Regions from separate parts of the Macaca mulatta genome. Here region 1 is linked to region 2. A link is a contact called in public Micro-C data. All regions are on one chromosome and are shown on one strand. Each heading gives the region's core, a stretch centred on a gene start, on an enhancer-like site or on the middle of the called end of the contact. The rest is flanking DNA. Distances are from core to core; before and after follow the strand shown.

Region 1 (5,378 bases), core at 1,618-4,117, 220 kb before region 2:
TCTCTAAGACTCTTCCGTGCTTTATTTTTTTTCCACAGCACTTAATACTATCTGGCATGCTATAATATAGCCTACTCCTTAATAGCTCTATCTATGTTTCTCAAGCAAGGGCAAAAGTTATCTGTTCATCTTCAGATTTTAAAACTGTTTCTGCATATGGTAGGCATGAATTAAATATCTGTCGACAAACTGATGGAATGAATGAATGAAAAAAAAATAACTGTCCTCAAAAAGGTTATGGTCTAGTGGAGGAAGCAAATATGTAAATAATCTTAAATTATTCCCGAAAGACAAAAAAAACCACACTCAGCAAAACCCAACTTATAGAAACTTAATACACAGAAACAACTTCTCATACTCCACTTATACATGGCCAGTGACCACCAGATTCTTCTTTATATATCTTCTAGCTCTCTGCCCTCAGTGGCACTGTCACTCATACAACGGCCAAAAATGCCACCAGAGCTGCCACTGCTGCCAGAACTGCCTCTTCCCACATTAACCGTCACTGCTACCTAGTGAGTGATGGTAAACAATACTTCTGTTCCACTTTTGGACAAGGGAAAGGCAGATTCCTGAGTTTCTAAATTAAATGCATTTTTCAGTAGATAGTTACATTCTATACTACACGAATAGTATACACTGATTATATGGATTAGCCAGAAAACGCACTGTTTTGAACATTGCTTAAGTTTAGATATGGAAAAATAATTTTTTGAATTGTTTCACTATTGCAACATACCTTTTTTATACTGCAAATGGATGACACTGGCAAAATGGTTATGAAAAAGATTCCTTCAATAAAGGCCGGTACTATCTTTTAACAAACAGGTAAAGTTAATGGCATTTTTTTCACTCGGGAGGATCAACTAGAATTTAAGCTGGATTACAGAATGATGTAGAATTTTTAAACAGACCATCAGTATTTAAGTTATACTAAATTAAAACCACACAGGAGTAGCAGAAAATATTCTTTATAGCTAGCAAAAGCAAAACAACTGAAAAAAAAATGAAGAATAAGCTCAAGATTTCTCACTTCAACTAACACCTCCACAGACTGCATTATCATTTTAGGCAAACTGACATTTTAACATTTACTTTGTAACGGCAAGATTGATTTCCATCTGGGACTTATCTGCATAAAAGTGTTAGCCTTGGCACAATTTCAAAATTGAATTGAAAGCTCATTTCTGGCTATAAGCAAAGTGCCACAATACCACACAACAGTTACACCTCACATTAATCCTACCACTGGGAACCCAATTTTATGTGTTTCAGCTAGTGAATTTTCGCTCAGATGAGCACATACCTCTATAAAACCCTTCCTCGATCATCAATAAATCACTTATCTCTACTACCTTAATGCCTCCTGCACTTGTCCATACTAAACAGTATTCACACATCTAAAAGAGAAGTTCTACAAATGCTACTATTCTTCATAAATAGAAAAAAACTATAAATGATGGCAAATTCCCATACGTGGAAAAATGCCAAACCAGAAGCTTAACTTTTAGGTATAGAACCTAAAACTTTTAGGTAAAGAATCATAACTTTTACGTATAGAACCACAGTTCCAATCACTCAACTACAAACGTCGCCGGTTACTTCGAGGGTCAATAATTTGCAGCCAGCTGCTAAAAGGCCTGATAAAAACATTAGGTCCTCACGTATCTTCCTCTTTAATAAGGAGGCACCTGAAAGTCACACTGGGCAGTCGGTCACGTATCGAAACATACAGGAGAGAGACTGTACAGAGCGTGCAGTTATCAAACGCAGGAAGCCAAAGTTCCTGCCCTATGAGAGGATTACAGTGAAAACCAGTAGCCCATCTGTCCAAAGAACAGAAAGAAGTCCACTTGGAAAGGCTGGGAGTCGGGGGAGGGGGGCGAGAAGAACAAGTCCCGCCCGGTCTTCCTCCTCCCGGGCTAACTGCAGCCGCGGGCGGCACAAGGCAGTCGCGCGGGATTGGCTCTTGGGGCCGGGGCGCAGGGCTCCGGGGCGCGGGTGGGCTGCCGCTGCCCGATCGGCGAGGGCCAGGCACCGGGAAGTCTCCAGGGCCTCGCCCGCGCAGCCGGGAAGGCACGCAGCCCACCGACGGGCGGAGGAACCGCCCGGGCAAAGCCACGTCGGTGGCTGACCGCGCGGCAGGGAGGTGGGCACCCCGTCCACACCCACCGGGAGGCTGACAGCCGGCGAGAGCCAGGCGGCCAGGATGGGAGAAGGGCCGCAGCGCGCCGGAGGGGGTCGCTCTGAGGAAGCCGCGCTGGGCGCTGCCCGTCGCCAACGACTCCCCCTCGCCCGGATCAGCAGCAGCTGGATACTCACGTAGGGTTGGTAGAACTTGGAGAGCCGCGGCTTCCCGTGGTTGTTGAAGATTAGGATCGCCTTAATCATGGCTGTGCCGGGCCGACCGGGTGGGCACTGGGGGCCAGGGCGGGGGCGGGCGCACGAGCCTCGCCTCGTAATCTCGCCGGCGATCCTTCCCCACCCGCCCCCTCCCGTACGCGCCCGCGCGCGCTCCCGTGTCGCCGGGCGGGGCCCGAGAGGCGGGGCCTGGGCGGGGCAGGCACTGAGGAAAGCGGAAACATTTGTAGGTCCGAGCCAGCGGCCTAACAGGGGAGTGTGCGCATTCGACCAAGCACGGAGACGTTGCCCACCTCTCCTTTACTGAGGTCTGTAGTCGCGGAGAAACACATGTTGCGTTATTAACGTTCAGAAGTCTGCCACAGCTTCGATTTGAATGACTTGCCAGGAACACCAAGTTTCACTGTGGAATTGGGTTCCCCGTCTCCGGCGCCTCCTTTGCTACGCTCTCTGGAGAAAAAGCACGCCCACTGCACGCGCTCAATCGCTACTTCCGCTCTCCAATCTCTCCAAGCAAGATGGCGGAGGAGCCGCAGTCCATGTTGCAGCTTCCTCCCTCAAGTGCTGCTGGAGGGGAAGGACTTACGGAGGTCTCCCCAGAAACAACCACCCCGGAGCCCCCGTCTTCCGCTGCAGTTTCCCCGGGAACAGAGGAACCTGCTGGCGACACCAAGAAAAAAAGTAACTGAATTTATTTCCGGGCAGAGAGGCGGGAGGTTCAGATTGCATCCGACTGGGGGTGGCGGCCAGTAAAGAAGCAAAATTTAGAGGAACTCCCGTCCTAGACCTGCATTTTGACTAGTCATCAGAAGAAGTGTACTTTTTGATTTTTAAGGCTTATGAGTTGAGTGTTAAAATACTATGTCTGTCGGTGTAGGTCCTGATACTTGGCTGCCACACCCCTTTCTATATTATTTGAGTTGGCCAGACTGCGAGCTCTTTGAAGGAGGGAGGGAGCTGAGTGGGGGTTCTCGGTAATTCCAGGTACTTAACACAGGAGCTAATTATTTTAATAATGTTTTAAGGTGGTAGGGATGGTCACTGGCAAAGCCTGGATTAGAATTCACGCCTTCCGACTTACTCGCTTTTTTGGTTTTTTCCCCCTCCCAGTTGGTTGTGAATTCGCTCCTTAAACCAAAAACCAAATTCTTACGCAAAATGAAGACTGCTAAGGGAAAGCTAAAGGCATAGATGTTACCTTTTTAAGAAACACATTTTGGAACCTTTTTGAGTTATTTCATTGCTTGAACCAGCTATCCTCAACCCTTTATTGTTTGAGAATGTTTTCCTTTGTAAAAGAGATTTCCAAGGTTACGTGTTCTAAAGCACTCTCTAGAGTTAGAGTTGCCTATGAGAAAAGCAGCATATAAGCATCCTCGATTCAGAGAGGCTGATTTTGTCCTTAGACAAGTTTTCCGCGTTCAGTCTTAAGATGACAGTGGTCTCTGGCAGGGCGCGGTGGCTCAGGCCTGTAAATCCCAGCACTTTGGGAGGCCGAGGCGGGGGGATCACCTGAGGTCAAGAGTTCGAGACCAGCCTGGCCAACATGTTGAGACTCCGTTTTTACTAAAAATATAAAAATTAGCTGGGCGTGGTGGCGCGCGCCGGTAATCCCAGCTACTCGGGAGGCTGAAGCAGGAGAGTCGCTTGAACACACGAGGCGGAGGTGGCAGTGAGCGGAGGTCGCGCTGTTGCACTCCAGCCTAGACAACAAGAGCGAACTCCACCTCAAAAAAAAAAAAAAAAAAAAAAAAAAAAAAGACATTGGTCTCATTGCCTTTTCTTCAACTTCTGCTGCTGTGGAGGATAATTCTCTCCCAAGACTGCCCCCCTCCCCCTTTAAGTCAGACTCCCATTTCCACGTGATGCACTGTGAGACTTCATGGATAGCCGCTAGAATCTTTCTTCAAAAGAATTCCGCAGGTTTTACAGTTTTTTGTTGCGTTTTTTCTTCCAATGTACTATAGGCAAGAGCGGACTTTCCGAGATTCGTTTTAAGGTCTAACAGTCTTAGTCAAAAGCTTATTACTTGACCCTGATGATAGCTGTGTGAAACAGAAGCTAAAAAAACAGTGGCTTACAATCGAAATATTGCCCGAGGGCATATTTTCTTGGTCTGAACAGTATTTTTTGCAAATTGAACTGTCATTTAAGGATCAGATTTTTATTTTCTGGCTCTTGTTAGCATTTGAGTTTGCCTCTCCAATATAAAACTTTCTATTCCTAACCTATTTCTAACTATTCCTACCTTGAGGTTGTCATCATTTGTTGAGGATAATCTGATGAAAGCAGCTTAACTGTTTTGTATCCTCAGCCTTTGTTTTAATCTACAGAAGAAAGATTGTTGAAACAGACCAAGGTTTTGGCACTGGCGGTATGTTAGGTTACCTGGGGAGTAAGTGTTTTCCTAGTTGATTCTAATGTGTATCCGGGGTTCAAAACTACAGGCAAATTACCTTTAAAATTAAAAAGAGAGGGCAACTGTAATGAAATTATTTTCCTTCTCTAGTTTCTCACTGTCTTACACTTCTTCCTGAGGTAGCATAACTCATGATATTTTCTGCTTCACTTTCTGGAAATGTTTAATTGCGTTAATCGATTTACTGATAGCCCCAGGGGATTGAGGGAGCAGTGAAGGGAGGTATGAAAGATAGGATAAATAAAATCCCATGTTTTCTCCAAATACATTCCTATTCCCGAGGTAACTGGGCCTAGGATAATTAGTTCTTTAGTAGGAAGATAAAATGTGCATGCATCATGTGTTCTAGATGCCTTCATTCCAGGGGTAAACTTGAATAAATTGACCTCTGATCTTTCGGCTCCAACATTTAATACCAAAAGAATGGAGCAAGAAGGGTGTAGTAGAGTAGAGTTAACTTTAGGGGGCAGCAATACACTATTTTGCTTTCAATGTGTCTTGGTTTTTGACTGCAGATGTCTTTTTTTTTTTTTTTTTTTTTTGAGAGGATGTCTCAGTGTGTCACCCAGGCTGGAGTGCAGTGGCGCATCTCGGC
Region 2 (5,149 bases), core at 2,226-4,725:
TTAGTCTCAGAATTTTTTTTTTTTTTTTTTAAGAGAGGATCTGGTTTTGTCACTGAGGCTGAAGTGCAGTGGTGTGATCATAGCTCACTATAACCTCAAACTCCTAGGTTCAGGCGATCCTCCTGCCTTAGCCTTCCAAGTAGCTGGGACTATAGGCATGTGCCACCATGCCCAGCTAATTTTTAAAAACTTATTATGGAGAAGAGGTATCACTATGTTTCCCTGGCTGGTCTTGAATGCCTTGGCTCAAGCAATCTTCCCACCTCAGGCTTCTAAATTGCTAGGATTACAGGTGTGAGCCATCATGTTCTCAGCTGGGCCTCAGAATCGTAAAAATTAAAGATTAAGTAAAAATATTAAAATTTAAAAATGTCCAATAAAAGTTATTGAGATCTGAGACATTTAAAATATTTGATAATTCATTTAAAATAAACAATAAACCCATTACACGTTGCATTAGTTTCCTAAGGATCCCGTTACAAATTACTACAAATGTGATGACTTGAAACAACAGAAATTTTTTCTCTCAGAACTGTAGAGTCCAGAAGTCTGCAAGTAAAGTATTGCCAAGGTTGATTCCTTCTGGAAACTCTGAAGGAGAAACTGTTCCAAGCCATTCTCCTAGTTTCCCATAGCTATGGGCAATCTTTAATGTTCCTTGACTTGTGAACATATCATTCCAATCTGTATCTTTGTCTTCAATATGCCATTCCCCTCCTCCCACTCTGCCCCCTGTATCTTTGTGTCTGTGCATCTGAAATCTTCCCTTCTCTTATAAGGGGTATTAGTCCATGTTCATACTGCTATGAAGAAATACCCCAGACAGGGTAATTTATAAAGAAAAATAAGTTAAATGAATTGACTGTTCCACATGGCTGGGGAGGCCTCACAATCATGGTGGAAGGCGAAGGCGGAGCAAAAGCACATCTTACATGGCAAAAGCACATCTTACATGGCAAAAGCACATCTTACATGGCAGCAGGCAAGACAGCGTGTTCAGGGGAACTGCCCTTTATAAAACCATCAGATCTCATGTAGCTAACTACCTGTTACAAACATGAACAATGCATTATACGTGCATTATATGTTTATAAACACGATTGGTGCATTATAAACACGAATACTGTTTTATGGGAAACATAAACAAATGGGAAAAACCTGCCCCCATGATTCAATTACCTCCCACCAGGTCTCTCCCATGATACATGGGGATTATGGGAACTACAATAAAACCATCAGATCTTATGAGACTTACTCACTATCACGAGAACAGCATGGGAAAAACTTGCCCCCATGATTCAATTACCTCCCACCGGGTCCCTTCCATGACATGTGGGGATTACGGGAACTACAATTCAAGATGAGATTTGGGTGGAGACACAGCCAAACCATACCATAAGAATAACAGTCTTTAGATTTAGGGCCCACCCTAAATCCCAGGATGACCTCATCTTGAGGTCCTTAACTTAATTACATCTGTGAAAAGCCCTATTTCCACATAAAATCATATTCACGGAGTGGAGGGGTTGAAACTTTGAACATGTATTTTTTAGGGGGACACAATGCAACTCACTGCACACATTTACATAAATAACACCTTTTAATAAAAATATTTTCCAAATAAAAATTTAGCAAGAAGAGTGACCTTATTTTCATAAATCTTTCATAATCTAGATTTATAGAAGAAGCTGGGTGCTCATTTCCTTTGATATTCACTCTGTTGTGCTGTTTTGGTTGAAATATATAATGAAAATCCAGCTTCACACAGATCATTACATACCCTCTGACAGGGTTTCAAGAGGCCTCTGGGGGTCTTCAGAGCAACACTTGAGAACCACTGCTCTAAAGCATATACTCTATAAATATATGTAAAGTGAAATTTCCAGGCCGTGGCTATATATTCCAGGCTATATATATATATATATATATGCACACACACACTGAATATAGGTGTGTGTGTTATGTGTATACATATATTCTACCTTATTAGATAACAGCACATTGTTTTCCAACTTAATTAACCAATTTGCTTTTTCACTAGCAGTGTATAAGAGGTTTTGTGGCTCTGTAAGTTGACCAATATCTGTTACTGTTACACTTAAAATTTTTGCCTATCTAGCAGTATGTAATGTATTGCATTGTGATTTTAATCGTATTCATCCTTTTGTGTCTGTTTGTTTGTATTACCATTTGATGTATGAAGAAACTGAGGTTTATTTAGAAGATCAATGTTACTTGTCCCGGGTCACATAATTAGTAAATAAGAACCCATGTTTTCTCTTTTCGAATTCAGATTTCTTCCTACTCACTAAGACAAATAATGCTTCGGTTTCTGGCCCATTTCTCAGGAAGGCTCAACCTTCCCCAGATCCCCACCCAATAACTAAGAACCTTGACTTCAAATCTTCTCCCCTCATTTCCCCACTGTGGAGACTTTGGGCACTTCAGGCGGCTGGAGGACTGCACAGCAGCCCTGCATCTTCCTCCCTTCATACCCCACTACCCACTCACCCCTACTCTCACCCTCTCATTTCCCTGTCTGACTGCTTTCTATCTGCCTCTATTTCCTTTTCATAAAACCCTCTACTCATCTTCTGCTGACTAGACCCTCATCTAATCATTTGAAAAGGAATAATATCTACTTCGTGTGTATAATGTATGAGAAAATGTATAATGCACTATAAGAATCATCACCTGTTAGCTGTTATTATTATTACTTATTAATACTATTATTTTTAAGCACTTCAACACAAATCAGTGGTGTGATCATAGGCAGTTACTCAATGTTTTTGATACTCAATTTTCTCATCAGTGAAAAGGCGTAATAATACCTTATGAGGTTGTTTGAAGGATGGAATGACATAATATATGTAATGTGCTCAGCACAGTGCTTGATGATAAGGCGTGCTCGAAGACGTTTAATTTATGTAACAAAAATTCATCTAGTGCTTGCTATGTACCAACCACTTCTAAGTAGTTTTTCCAAATATTGAAACTTTGTAATAATTCTCTATGGTAGGTGTTATTATCTCCATTCTACAGACAGACTGAGGCAGAGAGTTTAAGCAAGTGGCCGGACGTCACAGCCAGTACATGGCAAAACACCTGCAGTCTGCTCTTAGAATTCGCACTCCTTGTCCAGCTCCTGTCCAAATATTTATTATTACTTATGAGAAAACTCTGCAAATTGCAGAGGGCTCTACCACCAAAGATTAGCACCCTAGGGCAAAATGAGCCCTTTACCACTCCCTCGATGCTCCCCAGCGCTAAGTTCCCAGCGGAGGTTGCAGTGAACCCAGATGGCGCCACTGCACTCCAGCCTGGGTGACAGGGCGAGACTCTTGTCTCAAAAAAAAAAAAAAAAAAAGCGAGTGAGTGGAGCGTAATTACCCTCGCCAATAGCCTGTAACCACCGCGGCCGCCACTCCCCTTTTCCTGGCCTCGCCCCTCTCCACCCACGACTCTGGCCCCGCCCCTCGTCCCAGGCTGCGACGGAAGAAGAGCCAACGCCTCGCGGGCTTCCACGTACGCACTCTAACGCCTGTCCCCGGAGGAGAACACATCCGGGTCACGGGAGCCGGTGTCTCAGGCTCCGCCCCTTCCCCCCCAAGGGCTAATCCCCACTTCCGACCCTCATAGTCCTTTTCCGCTTCTCTTTCACCTCCCCTGGTGCGCCCCTCTGCGCCCCTCATAGGAACCCGGAGGGTAGATCTGATCCCGAATCTCCCACAGGCGCGAACCTGCTCTGCCGTGTATCTTTGCGGGGCGGCCTGCGCTGAGGCCTGCCGCGCGCGGTGAGTCCGCGCAGAACTGACCCTGCGTCTTGCAGCTCGGTTGAGGCCGCCGACTTCTCGGGATGCCGCGGCCGGGGTCCGCGCAGCGCTGGGCGGCCGCCGCGGGCCGTTGGGGCTGCGGGCTGCTCGCACTGCTGCTGCTGGTGCCTGGACCCGGAGGCGCCTCTGAGATCACCTTCGAGCTTCCTGACAACGCCAAGCAGTGCTTCTACGAGGACATCGCTCAGGGCACCAAGTGCACCCTGGAGTTCCAGGTATCAGGGGCCTAGCAGTCCCTGGGCCCCAACTCGCGGCTCCAGGGCTGGGGGTGTAAGTTGAGGGATGGCACTTTCCTGTCCGTGTTAACCCGTTCTTAGGCTAATTCAAAAATCGCTTCCAGGTAGCTGATGCCCAGCATTTGACTTTCCTCTAATAAACCTGGAGTGAGAGATGTTAAGACCGGATGTTAAAATGTATGAATTCCAGAAATGCTCCCTCTAGCATTTCTTTCCATTCTCATATTTAAGGCCTATTGAACTTCCTTCCTTAAAATATTCCCTTAAAGAAAATCATTTATATTCTATAGTACCCAGTGTCAACTCTCTAATCCACACTTCCAATTTAATTGAATTTGAAGTATTTTATTATACTACCTTCCAGAGACTGAGTTTGACCTCAGAGAGCTTGTATAGACATATATAGTCATAAAATGTTAAATGCAACAATAAAGGTACACACTAGGTATAGTGCTGGCAGAAGACAGAAGGATCATTGGGAAATTTAGCTGAGGAGCTGATATTAGAGCTGAGTCTGCAAGGTAAGTAGCCGTTGTTCGACAAGGCAGCAGAGGAGAGAAGAAGGGGCCCTAGGCAGATATGTTCATGACAGTTCCAGCAGGCCTGAAATTAGCCTGAGCTATATTGCTAACATTTGTGCATGACAGTGAAATACACTGAATAATAATAGTTTTGTGACTATAGTTACATATATTGTCACAAAACTATATATTATTAGCTTTAATGTAAAGCTATTATAATAGCTTTGTGACTGTGAGTCCAAGGGCTTTGGGGGCAGTTTGTACCAGTTTGTCAACATTATTTATTGGTAACAGTGAGATTGATGATTTGCTCCTGGTCTTGGTGAGACCACACCCCCAACACAGAGCTCTGTTGTTGAGACTAGCTTCATAGCAGGAATATGCCTATGTGACCAGCGAAATATTTTAAAATGTGGTCAAGACTCCATTTTGTGTTCCTTGGTTCCAGGGTGTTTTGTTTGCACACTTGGGTGGTTCCAGATCTGAGCGAGTATGTGTCTGGCCACAGACCTAACAGAGGGAAGACAAAGGAGCCCACACCTGACCTTTTCAGACCTCT

What was found. A called contact is a pair of places that touch in the nucleus more often than the background predicts.
Region 1: a Micro-C map of CD4 T cells shows a contact between it and region 2, with 18 times the contacts expected there. The contact joins the promoter of ATG12 here to the promoter of TMED7 in region 2. A contact is called at or near these places in 6 of 14 Hi-C or Micro-C datasets (CD4 T cells, blood, fetal cortex germinal zone and 3 more).

Annotation. Positions count from the first base shown.
Region 1 is chr6:124,811,234-124,816,611 of T2T-MMU8v2.0, reverse strand. ATG12 (autophagy related 12) reads left to right here and starts at 2,867. Exons shown (of 3, transcript XM_078005114.1): 1 at 2,867-3,045. The coding sequence starts at 2,883. AP3S1 (adaptor related protein complex 3 subunit sigma 1) reads right to left here and starts at 2,546. Exons shown (of 6, transcript XM_028849668.2): 1 at 2,326-2,546. The coding sequence starts at 2,394.
Region 2 is chr6:124,589,534-124,594,682 of T2T-MMU8v2.0, reverse strand. It overlaps TMED7 (transmembrane p24 trafficking protein 7), which reads left to right and starts at 3,475. Exons shown (of 3, transcript NM_001204339.2): 1 at 3,475-4,048. The coding sequence starts at 3,857.